3 separate regions of the Mus musculus genome follow, and regions 1 and 3 are each linked to region 2. The links are chromatin contacts, called in public ChIA-PET maps. All regions are on one chromosome and are shown on one strand. The core of a region is the stretch at or near the end of the contact, and the rest is flanking DNA. Distances in the headings are between cores, read along the strand shown.

The links. ChIA-PET counts read pairs in DNA pulled down with a chosen protein or histone mark.
Region 1: an RNA polymerase II ChIA-PET map of memory CD8 T cells shows a contact between it and region 2, with 25 read pairs. The contact joins the promoter of Actr1b here to the promoter of Vwa3b in region 2. A contact is called at or near these places in 5 of 115 datasets of contacts at active chromatin or transcription factors (bone marrow-derived macrophages, effector CD8 T cells, large pre-B cells and 2 more) and 2 of 9 other capture datasets (adipose tissue and liver).
Region 3: an RNA polymerase II ChIA-PET map of memory CD8 T cells shows a contact between it and region 2, with 5 read pairs. The contact joins the promoter of Ankrd39 here to the promoter of Vwa3b in region 2. A contact is called at or near these places in 3 of 115 datasets of contacts at active chromatin or transcription factors (embryonic stem cells, memory CD8 T cells and pancreatic cancer cells).

Annotation. Positions count from the first base shown.
Region 1 is chr1:36,707,436-36,711,900 of GRCm38.p6, reverse strand. Actr1b (ARP1 actin-related protein 1B, centractin beta) reads left to right here and starts at 1,976. Exons shown (of 11, transcript NM_146107.2): 1 at 1,976-2,095; 2 at 3,646-3,710. The coding sequence starts at 2,048.
Region 2 is chr1:37,026,555-37,031,178 of GRCm38.p6, reverse strand. Vwa3b (von Willebrand factor A domain containing 3B) reads right to left here and starts at 1,866. Exons shown (of 28, transcript NM_001370828.1): 1 at 1,751-1,866.
Region 3 is chr1:36,545,033-36,549,877 of GRCm38.p6, reverse strand. It overlaps Ankrd39 (ankyrin repeat domain 39), which reads left to right and starts at 2,626. Exons shown (of 4, transcript NM_026241.4): 1 at 2,626-2,792. The coding sequence starts at 2,693. It overlaps Sema4c (sema domain, immunoglobulin domain (Ig), transmembrane domain (TM) and short cytoplasmic domain, (semaphorin) 4C), which reads left to right. Exons shown (of 15, transcript NM_001126047.3): 15 at 1-1,239. The coding sequence ends at 339.

The sequences.
Region 1 (4,465 bases), core at 727-3,226, 320 kb after region 2:
TGATCTACAAAGTGAGTTCCAGGACAGCCAGGGCTATACAGAGAAACCCTGTCTCAAAAAACCAAAAAAAAAAAAAAAAAAAGGAATGCAAGCACCATTGGAAAGACTAGTCAATGAAATTGAAAGCTAGTGTTTTGAGGAAATGCTGTGACCCTCTAATACAGCTCCTCCTGTGTGGTAACTCCCCAACCATAAGACTATTTTCATTGCTACTTCATAACAGTAATTTTTGCCACTGTTGTAAATCATAACTTGAATCCCTATCTTCCAATGGTCTTAGGGGATCCCCAAGAGGTTGCCACCCACAGATTGAGAACTGCTGCTCCCCTGCTCTAGCCTGCCTGATCAGGGTTAAAAGGGGGGGGGCATCCCAGGTGTCCAGTGAGAAGGGAAACATCTCTGTAGACACTGAAAGAAAACCCTGGATACATTATGGACAACTTTTTGCCCATTACATTTGCCCAAAGCTGACAAATTCCATGACATACAAAGTAACAAAACAATGTAACTCAAGAAGATACAGCAAGACCGCAAGTGTAGCTAGTTGGTAGAGAACTTATCTAGGTGCAGGTTCTGTGTTCAGCACACCAAAGGAGGAGGAAGAAGAGGAAGAGGAGGATGGAAAGGGGAAGCTGCCACCACCACCAGAACCAGTCTACATCTCTTTTTTAAAAACTTAATTTGTATATTATAAATATACACACTTTCTTCCCACAAAGAAAACTCAAGATCTAGGTAACTTCATGAGTGAACGCTATCAAACAGTTAAGAGATATGACCTCTCTTAAGATGATTTTCTCTGATGTTTTGCCCAACAACATAAAACTGACGCCACAAGTTTATGTGTTATTGGCTAATGGACCAGTGAAACAGAATAAAAGGTAGACAGAAACTATCAACTATTGACATAGGCACCAAGGCAATTTGAAAAAAATTTCTCTCTCTCATTATAAATTTATATAAATATAAATTATATATATATATATATATATATATATATATATATATATATATATATATATAATTTTTTGAGGCAGGATTCCACTATGTAGCCTCTGTCAACCTCTGGAACTCCGATATTGGCCTGCCTCTGCCTCCCTGTTACCAGGAATGACATGATCACACCCAGTTTCTCTTTGCCAACCCCCCACTTTTTTTTGTACATTATTTATTTTGTTTGCGAATGTGTGTGTGTGGCTGTACATATTCCATGGTGCACTTGTAGCAATCAGAATTGTGGAAGCCGGTTCTCTTTTACCATATGGGTCTCTGGGATCAAACCCCAGGTAGACAGCCTTAGTGATAAATGCCCCGATGCTTACTTGATACATGTATAAAAACTAACTCAAATTAAACATAGGTCTAAATGTAAATCTATGATACTTCTAAAATAAAATACAATTATTCACCTAGCGTTTGAATCTTATTAAATCCAAAACTGTTGCTTGGTATGGTAGTACATGCCTGTAATTCCAGCATTTGTGAGGCGGGAGAATCACAAGTTGAAGGCTAGCCTTGGTTTCACAGAGATCCTACCTCTAAAAACCAAAAAAGATGAATAAATCTAACTAAACTAACTCTCCCGTTGAAATAATCAGAGCTGACATCCTAAGAAGAGGAATGCTCACAGATGTCTCATCAAAAGAAAGACCTTCCAGTAGGTGAACTCAAAAGACTTCCTGATTTCAATAGACCTACCACCTCCTTTTTAATTCTTGCCCCCTTTAAGAACCCAGCCATGACATCATCTTACGGCCGCGCAGCCTACCTTGGCAACGCCTGGCTGTTCTTCCGGAAAGCTTCAATTGGTTAGCCGGCTCCAAGAGGCCCCTCCCACTTCCCCCAGCAACCCTCCCCGGCGCCGGCCGTCAATCAGGTCATTTGGCATCTGTGATTGGCCACGGGGCCGCGTTCGCGTAGGCAGCGCACTGGGGGAGGGGAGCGGCGCGGTGTCTGGAGTCGCATCCGTCCAGGTCTCCCCGCGAACCTTGTAGCCCGCCGGTCCTCCTGCAGCCCGCCTGCTGGGCAGGGCCGGCTCGGCCGGGCCATGGAGTCCTACGACATCATCGCTAACCAGCCCGTGGTCATCGACAATGTGAGGCCGGGCAGCGGGGGGTGGGGGAAGGACTGTGACCCGCCGCGGGGTCGCAGGCGGCGTGCGGTGGCCCACGCTGGTGGGGCCAGGGGTGGGCCTCGGGAGCACCTCCCTCGGAGTCCAGGATGTGCGGTACAGCTGATCACAGTCAGGCGGTCCTTAATGCTCTAGGCCGGTGAACGCGTCTGTCTGGGGTGGGATCGCTGGGCAAGTTAAGACCCCTGGCCCTTTGCTTGGTGGTAAGCTCTGGCCGCCTGATGGAGGTCGGCTGACATTTGACTTCTTGCACACTGCTGGCTTTATCTCTTGAAGGGCCTGGTGATCTTTACAACACTTCCCAAGGGGCTGCACCCAGAAGCAAACACTGCACGTTAATTTCCACCAGCCACCACCTGGTGGCCTCTTTGCCGCTTTAACTAACCCCCTCACTCTAAATGATCTTTTCGGAGAGTGTAGCCACTTTCCCCAGGACGGAGCAGTTTGGGGTAGTAGTTTGCAAGCCTGAAAGAAAAGAGGTCCTGCTTCCCGGGGCGTTGTCTTCCAGCCTGGGTTGTGCTTACCTTCAGTGGCCCTAGGAGCTGTCTATCCTTAGAGGCCTTGACGTGGCTGGGGTTTTCTCTAGCTGTGCCCAGAGCTGATGTGTAGGCCTTGGAGCTTTTGACGGTGACACACTTCTCTTTCTGGGAACTGACTCCTTCCCACGTGAGCCCCTGATGGCATCTTTGTGGCTGCCTTTTTTTGGAGCACCCATGTGGGCTCCCTTAAATCATAACTTGTTTATCAGAGAGGCTAGTCCTGGACTTTGGGGGTGTGCTTGGGGCAGGCTACAGTGTACATCAGGCTACCTACCTGTTTGGTGGCCAACAAGCTAATGAGCTCAGAGGCACCTGCCTGGCTGAGTTTGGGCTTGGAGCCTCTCGCTTGTTACTTGGATATGTTATTTTGGCCCTAATAGAGACTGGTAGGCAAAGGGTGTGAGTAGGTGACTCATTTACTAAGTGGAAGGTGTGTCCAGTTCATGTTGAAAGCCTAGGTCCAGCTTCCAGCAGGGACAGGGACTGCCTCTCCTCTTACTACCCAAGAAAGGTACTTGGAGACCACCAAGTGGTTCCCCTCCATGGACCCAGTATGTGGTCTCTGTCTGCTGGTGAAGACAAGGGTTCTTGAATAGAGTAAGGCTGAGGCGTAGCATCTAGCTATCTTTAAAGTGTAGCTGATTTCCTCTCCCTACAGGTACTAGCCAGAGCATTCACAGAGGAGATCTGTGGTCTCTCTTCACGGATGCCCATCTGGGGCCAGTCATTGCTGATAACCTCCACCCAACAGATGCCCCTAACAGTTCTCATCTCCCCCTTGGGTCCCCAGGACAGAAAATGCAGCCTCACACCTAGTTTTGATGTGCTAGTGCTTGCAAGTGATCTCCTTCTCTAGGTCAGGTCTCTGGCTTCCTCCCTGTCCAGCCTTGGTAGAACTGCCAGCTCTCTCCACTTGGGGACCCTGACTGCATCTTGAGTCGTTGGCAGGAGCTAAAACATTGCTTTTCCTTGCAGGGTTCAGGGGTGATCAAGGCTGGCTTTGCAGGAGACCAGATTCCTAAGTACTGTTTCCCAAACTAGTAAGTGTCACCTGTCACCTGGGGGGCGGAGGGCAGCAAGCTCCCCAGCCCCTTATTTGCTTTTGGGAAGAATGCGTCCCCTGTGGTGTTACAGCTTCCCTCTTGGAAGGCAAGTCCCTCCTCTACCTGGAAGAGGAAACACCAGATTGGTGGAGGTGACCCTGAGAGTAACTGCTGGGTCTCAGAGTCTCTTGCCTTTGTTTCTGGCTCAGCCTGTTAGGAGCAGCATCCAGCATTGCCCTGGGGATGGGGTGTGGTAAAGGCGGGAGCAGGAATAAGAGGAACCTCTCTCCAGGGAAAGAGCTAAACTCCCACAGAGAGTTGGGGGGGGGGTGTACACAGCTACCCCTTCCTCCCTGGAAAGTTTTTTTTTTTTCAGATTATTGTGGAGTTTGGGTGAACCCCTAGCCTCCAGAAAACTAAGCATACATTCTAAGCAATGCCCCCGCCAGCCCCCAGAAATGTTTTCATCAAGGTTCAGTTATGTATAGCATCTAGGAACTGTTCCTGCCCAGCCCTTTCCACACACCCCAGGGAGTGCCAATGGTAACAGGGTGGTTCTGTCCCAAAGATCGAGGATTGCCTGGGTCCTACCTGCCCACTGGGAAGGTTCCCCTTGAAGCACCTCTCAGAGCTTGAAGGATCTGTCAGTGGCCTGCAGATCAGAGCTGGAAACCTAGAGTGGCTTTAAGAGCTACAGCCAGCCTGGACTCACAGAGGGCTTCAGCTTTCCATCCCAAACTCCGGGTGGGTGT
Region 2 (4,624 bases), core at 617-3,116:
AGGCTTCATCCTTGTAGCCTCAGACCCAGGTCTGTCCTCTCTAGACTAAGCAGAAGTTTGGTTGCTACCAGGACAAACTACATGAATGCCCCCGCCACATTACTGTATAACAGGCACTACCTATACTATTGAGATGGATTAAATCAGCCACTCATAGCAGCTGAGAAAATCCTGATTGTTCTCAAACAAGGCAAAGATCGGGTCCTAGAAAAGTTATGATCAGGAAGTAGCTATCCTTTTAAACACAAGACACATTGTTTTCTGGGTGTGGCTATGCTATCTATTTTCTGTGGTTACTTGGGAGTTTCCTCTGAGGCAGAGAGGATACATACTGGCAAGGTCTGCTTTATAGTGTGCAATAATGTTACCAGTGGTAAGGTTTTTGTTTTGGTTTGGGTTTTGGTATTTTGAGACAGAGTCTGACTACATAGCTCAGACCAGGCTTGACCTTGTGGCATTCTTTGCTGCAGCCTCCTGAGTGCTGGGATTACAAGTATATATACCACCACCTCTGGTTGTCCGCAGTCCTAAAAACTTGGAGTTGTCCATCGAGCCATTGAGTGCCAGGGACAGGCAAAGCTCCCAGGACAGCAGGAAGATTAAGATGGATAAGACCTTTCATCCCAACACTTAGGAAACTGAGGCAGGAGGACTGGGATCACGCTAAGAGCCCTTCTTTGTCGGCTGCTATGCACCTGCCCATAGTGAGAAGCCAAGAACAATCCAGTCACTGTTCTTACAAGCCCTGGACCAGAGTCTAACTTAGACTCTATTAATTCAATTTGGATCCTTGGTAAACGTATGATCAACACCTCCAATCTTCATCCTTGCTAGTTTCTAAAAAAAGAAATCTGTGCATGGGGGAGGGAGGGAGGGAGTAGTATGGAGGGGTAGGAGATGGGGAGGTATGTTGTGGGAGTTCTGAACTCTGATTCTTCTGGGAAGAAAGGAAGCTGGGATGAAGTTCCCTGATGTATCCTGTTACAATTCTTAACAGTCTTATTCTTTCTATCCTTAAAAGGCAAAGCTAGGCTAAGAGCATCGCCTCAGATAAACGTGGGCAGGGTTAAGGGATTGAAATGGTCTGTGGGACACACTGTTGAGAACAGGACCAAGAATTGAAAACTGGGCTCGTGGGGTGGGGGTGGGGCTGTTAGGTCATCGCCGAGAAGAAAAGAAATGGAGAACTTCTGAGAAGATTAGAAGAACAACTACATGAGGTTAAAAGTCCATATTAGAAAGTGAAAGTGATGTGAATGCCCCCAAAAACCAAGAGGCAAGCAGAGGCTTTCTCCAGACTCAAACCTTTCACTCAAGAAGATCGCTTTGAGTTTGGATTGTTAAGTTTTGATCATTGCTTCTCAGAAATGAGTTTCTAATATACTGATCAGTATGCTATGTCCTCTGACTAACTTTGGCCTCTGGATAGACAAGCATTAGGGAGCTGAGCTTCTGCAAAGAGTGGGGGTGGGGGGAGAGCCCTGGGTAAGAAGGGCTCGCACACGTCTGCGACTTTGACTCTGAAATCCAGCTCTCAAGTGGGTGCGGCCTGGCCACTGCCCTTTCCCAGCAGAAGCGAGGTCCAGCTCGGAAATTACAAACTTGTTTTTTCCCTCACACAACCAGTTGGAAACCTGGAAGATCTGGTCTAGAAGGATGGTATCCCCCACTTAGTAAGTAATCTGTCAGTTGCGAGGCCAGGCGGCTTGCGTGCGTCAGCGACCCTCCCACCCTCCAGGGCCTCACTAACCAGAGCAGGAGGTGGGCGCGGCCAGCATCCCACTGCTGGACAAGGCTGTGACTCCCCCTGATGCTGGCGAAGGGTCCCCGCCTCGGGCACAGAGTTGCGGGAGTCCAGTTTCTGTTGACAACCACATCGCTGCAGTTGCTAAGACACCGCCAATCACAGCGTGGCTCGGGATCCGGCCCCGCCCACCAATGAGCCCCTCAGAGGGAGTAAAGAGATGATGGGGACTGCGAAGAAACTGGATGTTGGTGTTGCAAAACCAATTTGGTCCACCCGGAAAGAGAGCAGCCTAAGGCTCGTCCTCTGCGCCTGACCCTGGGAAAGTTGACAGCGGCAAATATTAGAGATTAGGTTAACAAATATTCAGATGGGCAGAAAAGCAGACGACTGCCCGCTGAAGGAAGCCTGTTCTCTCGATTTACTTCCGGCAGATTACCGCAGCCCGCGCCTTTTGTTTTGATTTCTCCCTCGGTATTATAAAGAGATCCTTTCTTCATTGCGTCTTTAAGGGAAGGAAACCTAGAGTTGGAGCGGTTCGTTACAGGTGCTCAGCTAGAAGGGGTGGTCAGATGAGCGTTCACAGTTTTGCCAGATTGTAACTTTGGACACAAGAGCTGCCAGGATCAAAAAAAAAAAAAAAAAAAAAAAAAAAAAAAGATTGTGAATAAAACCTCCTGGAGAGGAGGGGGGAGGGAAGCTGTGTCCGCAGAGACTGATTTTGACTGATTAGAATTTCAGTTCTGCAGAGAGGTTAGAATGTTGCTGTTCTGAAGGCTAATTGCCTTATCTTGGGCCAGTTCTAACCCCTCTTGGAGAGCCATTCCTTGCCCACTTCTGTGACCAAACTAACCTCTTGTGACTAAAAGATAGACGGACAACTAGCCTCCACCAATCCAAAGGCTAAGAATGTCCCACAGCATCTTGAAAAGCTTTCCCCACTCTCACCGTGCCTGCTTCTCTGGTGTGCCCTCCAAGGTACTTTAAATTTATCATGATTTGTGACTTTCTTTGTTCTATGAAAAGTTCATGAAACTGCTTCCACGTTGGAACATGGAGTTTGGGGTAAACTAAATCTGTGTTGTACAGGGCCACAGCTATTCAAAATGGCTCCAGAACAGGCTTGCTTATACCCTCTAAGCTGAGAGCTGTGGTTTTTGCAAATCTACAGGTAGTACTCCTATAGGGATTCGGTACTGCACTCTACCTAATGCTTATTTAGTCTTGCCTTACAAGCATACAGATGGCTCAAAATGCAAACCTGCCATTCTTCAAGCAATCACACTCACACAAAAATGTGCTTATGAAAATCTATAAGTAAAAGATTCTATAAGGGCTGGAGAGATGGCTCAGAGGTTGAGAGCACTGATTATTTTTTCAAAGGTCCCGAGTTCGATTTCCAGCACCCACATGGTGGCTAACATCTATAATGAGATCTGATGCCCTCTTCTGAAGTGCAGGCAGAACACTGTGTACATAATAAATAAATAAATAAATAAATAAATCTTTTTTTTAAAAGAGTCTAGAGTAAGCCACATGAAGCAAACCAATAAGCAGCATCCTTCCGTGGCCTCTGCATCAGCTCCTGCCTTTGCATCGGCTCCTGCCTCCAGCTTCCAGACCTGCTTGAGTTCCTGTCCTGACTTCCTCCAGTGATGTAGTATGATCTGGAAGTGTAAGCCAAATAACCCTCCCCTCCCCCCCAAAAAAAGATTCTATAAGCCAAGTTTTGCCTTAATGTTTGAATATTAAATTGTGTTTTATATTTTTAAATTGAAGAGCTGGCCTTGAGTTTTTGTAAACATATATACATGTTTGTGTGTGTGTGTGTGTGTGTCTGCACATGTGTGTGGTGGGTGGAAGTCAGAGAAATCTTGTGGGAACTGACTCTCTTATTCTACCACATGGTTTCCAGGGAGTAGGATAGGGGGTGTTGAACTCAGGTTGTCAAGTTTGATAGCACCTTTACCTGTCAAGCCACACCAATGGCTCCATTTCTTTTGTTTTCTCATAGTGTTTGAGTCAAAGATCTAATTTAAAAAAAAATAACTAACATTAGAAACAATTCTCTCTTCAACAGAGAAGTCTACTGTATCCTCAGGGATTAATTTTTCTTCATTCCTTTGTTGCCTTAGTGATTTTTAAAAGTACTGAAGGTTCGATCCTTAATCATAAATCATTCTGTAGAGTTGTTTGAATGCACAGCTTTGGCGATACAGAGAGCAGCTTCGATTCACACCACCAACGTTAAAATTCCAAAGCCAAACAACTTAAACCAGCCACACTTACCAAAACCACAATCATCCTGCTGCCCACACCCTGCCAAACCAATATTCCTGGGCCATGCTGGTGACAAAGGACAGAGAGTCCACTGTACTCTCTCAGCACTCTCACTAAGCACTCTGACTTTACCTCCACCCACGCTCGCTCTCCTTCCTGGGACATTTGCCACAGTCACTGTGGTCAACCGGGGCCCCTTAGATTAACATGACTATAACACACATGCTAATCAAAACAACAACAACATTAGAGGGCCAGAGAGGTGGCTCAGCAGTTAAGAGCACTTGCTCTTCCAGAGGTCCTGAGTTCAATTCCCAACAACCACATGGTGGTCACAACCATCTATAATGAAATCTGATGCTCTCTTCTGGTGTGTCTGAAGACAGCTACAGTGTGCTCATATACATAAAATAAATAGATAAATCTCTGAAAAAAAAAACCCTTTAGAAATCATTCAAATTATAGACAGCCAAAGGTGTAACTGTTCAAGACTATTTTAAGGTACTTACTGAGTTGAGGGCTATACTCTGGCTTGCTGCAGATGGGCCATGTCACTTTTGTTTACTGGGACAAGATATTCCTTCAACAGCATTGCTCTGA
Region 3 (4,845 bases), core at 1,377-3,876, 480 kb after region 2:
CCTGGCCCCGAAACTGATGAGAAACTTTGGGATCCTGTCGGGTACTACTATTCGGATGGCTCTCTCAAGATTGTGCCTGGTCACGCCCGGTGCCAGCCTGGGGGTGGGCCCCCTTCCCCACCTCCTGGCATACCTGGCCAGCCTCTGCCTTCTCCAACTCGGCTCCACCTAGGAGGTGGTCGGAACTCAAATGCCAATGGTTATGTGCGTTTACAGTTGGGCGGAGAGGACCGAGGAGGATCTGGGCACCCACTGCCTGAGCTCGCGGATGAATTACGACGGAAACTACAACAGCGCCAGCCGCTGCCTGACTCCAACCCAGAGGAGTCTTCAGTATGAGGGGACCCCCCCACCTCATTGGCGGGGGGGGGTCTCATGGGAGGTGCACTCTTAACTTTTGCACAGGCACCAGCTACCTCAGGGACATGGCAGGGGCACTTGCTCTGCCTGGGACAGACACTGCCCAGCATTTGCCCGGCCGTGAGGACCTGCTCAGCATGGGCACTGCCACTTGGTGTGGCTCACCAGGACTTCAGCCTCACAGGAGACACACCCTCCTCTGTGAATTTGAGACATGTGGGACCCCAGCAGCCAAAACTTTGCAAGGAAGAGGTTTCAAGATGTGGGCGTGTTTGTGCATATATGTGTTGGTATGCATGTGGAAGAATGTGTGTGTGTGTGTGTGTGTGTTGTAACTTTCCTGTCTCTATCACGTCTTCCCTTGGCCTGGGGTCCTCCTGGTTGAGTCTTTGGAGCTATGAAGGGGAAGGGGGTCATAGCACTTTGCTTCTCCTACCCCCAGCTGTCCCAAGCTTTGGGGCAGTGATGTACATACGGGGAAGGGAAGGACAGGGTGTTGTACCCCTTTTGGGGGAGTGCGGGACTCGGGGGTGGGCCTAGCCCTGCTCCTAGGGCTGTGAATGTTTTCAGGGCGGGGGTTGGGGGTGGAGATGGAACCTCCTGCTTCAGGGGGAGGGGTGGGCAGGGCCTCCCACTTGCCCTCCGGGTTCGGTGGTATTTTATATTTGCGCTCTTCTGACAGGGCTGGGAAGGGTTGTTGGGGGAGGGAAGGGAGGAGGTGGGCATGCTATGGATACTGGCCTATCCTCTCCCTGCTCTGGGAAAAGGGCTAACAGTGTAACTTATTGTGTCCCCACATATTTATTTGTTGTAAATATTTGAGTATTTTTATATTGACAAATAAAATGGAGAAAATGAAATTTAACCCTGCCACACAGATATTTTGACTCAAACCCACTTATTGACCTAAGAGGGACTCATCCTTTGGTCTGGGCCATCATGGTCTTAATGCCTGTCCGTGCATCTCTGGAGGGGCCAGCTGAGACTCAAGTGTTTTCCCACAGTGATGCCTATGGGACTGGGAGCCAGAGCAGGGCTACTCTGCTTGGGAGCTGGACTTGGCCTGGTGCCACAGGGAAACAAGGCAGAGCGTTCGGGAAGAGGAGGAGAAGGAGACGGTCTTCCCAGAACTATAGGGAGGGTGAGCAGGGAGTCAGGGGCTGAAGGAGAGGCTTCTCAAGTTGTGTGGACAGTGTCTTTATAAAGATGGAGATTAGGACAAGCTCCGTGGGAGGGGAAGAATGCTAGTCTCGAATGTCCTATCTGGGTAGGGATAGTCCCCTATTGCCACCCAGTCAGTATCAAGCCCTTGTCTTAGTGAGGGAGTGGTGTAGGCCCAGATGTTCCTGGGAAAAACAACAGGCCCAGCCTGGATTCATTTCTGAGCGCCCTTAATGAGAGCTGCCTGCCAATCGGATTTCGAGAAGGAAAATAGGAAGGAGGAAAAAAAAAAGACATTTTAAGATTTTGTGTTGTGCTAAATTTGATGCTGTTGTTGGCTGCAATTTGGACACACCTGGTTTAGATCAATCTAACCGGTACATAGGAACAGAGACCACAGTGAGCTCTCTGCCCACCCTTAGCTGCCACCCCACCCCCCACCCCCCATACACTTGGATGACCCTTGAGCAGGCTGCTGTTTCCCTGAGTGTGGGTCAGAAGAGGCTGGGAAATACTTGAGTGTGTTTCCCTTAGCTCAGTTGTCTGCCCAGTGGGTGTTGGCAACCAGCGCCCACTGAGTGGGCAGAGGCTTAAGCACAAAGGTGGTCTACCAGGTCCTTGCCCTCAGGCCACCTGCTTCCTGATGGATTGCTAAAGAACGAGGGTCAGAGTGTTAGTAGCTTTCTGGCGGGTCACTGATCTGACCATGGATGGCCTACAGCTCAAGTGATGCTTGGGAGATGAGAGAGGGACTATGGGCCGCGTCTAGAGTCCTTGTGCCCTGGGGAACCTGCGAGGCCTCGGTTCTGGCGAATGCGACATAAACACTACCAGACAGGCCAAGCTGCCTGGTCCCCTCACCCTACAAGGCGAGGCTGCACGAACTGTCCTGCCTCCTCCCGGGGAGCTCAACGGATTCCCGAGCCTTTGCTCTTCCTTGTGCTTAGTTAGCCTTGGGCGCCCTCCCGTGGTAGCAAAGCAGCAAGGCTCAGTCTATCCAGCCACACCTCACCACTTTCATTGGTTGCTAAGCTAAGGTCTAAATGCAGGATTGGTTGGCCTGGGGCGAGGAGGCGGGACTCGAAGGTCAACTACGGACGTCGAGTGGTCAACCTGGGACGGAGGGGTGGGCATTTCGTAGGAGCGCTTGGCTGCAGTCCCGGCCGCCGGGATGGCGGCGCCGCACCTTTGCGCGGATGGCTCCTGCTGCTCTCACCCTAGTGCGGTGCCCGGGGTACAGCAGACGCTGGAGGAGATGGACTTCGACAGGGGTGAGAGGGGTGAGGCGGCCGCGTTGCCGGCGGCGGGCAATCTCCAGCCCCATCTCCGGGAACGTGGACTGAAGGAGGCCTCGAACCGTGTTTGGAGCTTCCGGGCCTGGTGCAGGAAGGCTGGCTTCAAAGCGTGGCAGGAAGCCCCTCGACTACTCCGTCTCGAGTGCGGACGGGTAAATTGAGGCATTGGTTTCTGAACTGGGTCTGGAGACCAACCCAGCTAGGAGACAGCCTGGTCAGGTGACAGAGGAGCTAGGGAAAGAATCTGCAGTTGGTGGTTCGTATCCACCGGGGAGGTCAGGGCAGCTGGCCCTTGCTGCTCTCGGGTGTGAGTGTACAAGTTTTAGCAATGACAGTGATCTCGAAAGATTTACTGTGGAGCGCAGGGGTGTGACTGTTTTGTCCAAAATCATACAGAGATTTTGCTATTAGCAGTGGTCCCTGTTCTTCTGTGCCGGTTACCATGTTATCCCCAGGAACAGGTAGTTTGTGCAGTTGTAGCAAGGTTGTCATCAGTGTAGGGCTGATGATACGGAACACTTGATGGTTACCATAGGAATGGCTTCCTAGCGGGCGGCGTTTCTCTACACCTCTGCTACCCCCATCTTTTGGACTAGGGACATAATAGGACTCCCCGCTTCCTCCTCTTGAAGTGTTTTCTCCGCTGTACCTTTAGAAAATAACAAATGAGATGATTACATTTACGCTTTTTTTAATTTAAAGACTATTTATGTGCATTTAGCTCCTGGAGGCCAGAATAGGGCTTCAGATTCCCTGGAATTGGCAGTTACAGATGTGACCAGCTGAGAAACAACCCTGGTCCTTTGCAGAGCAGCCAGAGCGCTCTCTCTCTCTCTCTCTCTCTCTTTTTTTTTTTTTTTTTTGAGACAGGGCTTCTCTGTATAGCCCTGGCTGTCCTGGAACTCACTTTGTAGACCAGGCTGGCCTCGAACTCAAAAATCCGCCTGCCTCTGCCTCCTGAGTGCTGGGATTAAAGGCGTGCGCCACCACCGGCCTGGTGCAGACAGAACTCTTAACTGAGCCGCCTCTCCAGCGCCTCCTATTGCGTTTAGTTCCCCAAGCCAGACTGACTGTTGTGTTTCTGTACCTCTTTATGGTTCTCACCCTTGCAGCCATCACCCTTATGTTTCTAAAATATGCAAGCCCTCTGTCCGATGACATGGTCTGTTTTGTTTGTTAGTCCGCTTCAGGCTGACTGAGGCTTTCCCGCCAGCATTCAGTTCTATGGCACTTCTTCAGGGACCCCCCTTCCTTAGAGAGTCCTCAACCTGGGGACAATTATGCCCAGTTTAGGTCTAGAGATATTTTTGTGTGTCACAGCTAATCTGACCCGCACAGGTTGGCTCCCCACAACAGACATGATCTGCCTCAAAATGTCAGCCCTTCCTGTGTGGAGGAAGAAACCTTGTGGTATTCAAAGCCCTGGCATTTCCACTCTGGTTACCCTGTTACCTTAATGCTTTGCTCTCTTTGTAGCAGTTTGGACTGACTCAAAGGCTGAGACGGGAAGGTCACAGTTCAAGGCCAGTTCAAGGCAGAGCATGTTAGACACTTTGTCTCAGAAATTGTTTGTTATCACCTGCTGCAATTTTATCAGCTTATTCTTTTATTTATTTTTCACATGTGATAAAGATACCTATTATGTGAATTTTTTTTTTCTGTAAAGCATGGGGTTTATTTATTTATTTTTTTAGTTTTGAATTAAATCTGTTTTGGTGACTTTCTTTGTGTATGTATGTGTGCTATGTTTTGTTTTGTTGGTCCATCTCTCCCCACCCCACAACCACAGGGTCTCACTATATAACTCTGGCTGTCCTGGAACTCATTTTGTAGATCAAGCTGGCCTCGAACTCACAAAGTGCCATCTGTTTCTGCTTCCCTGGTGCTGGGATGAAGGTGTGCACCATTACTGCCTGGCCCTAGCAACTAACTACTCTTGACTACTGAGCCATCTCTTTGATTACATCTTTGATTACATATATATATACATATACATATATATATATATCACAAGTAAAAAATATACAGT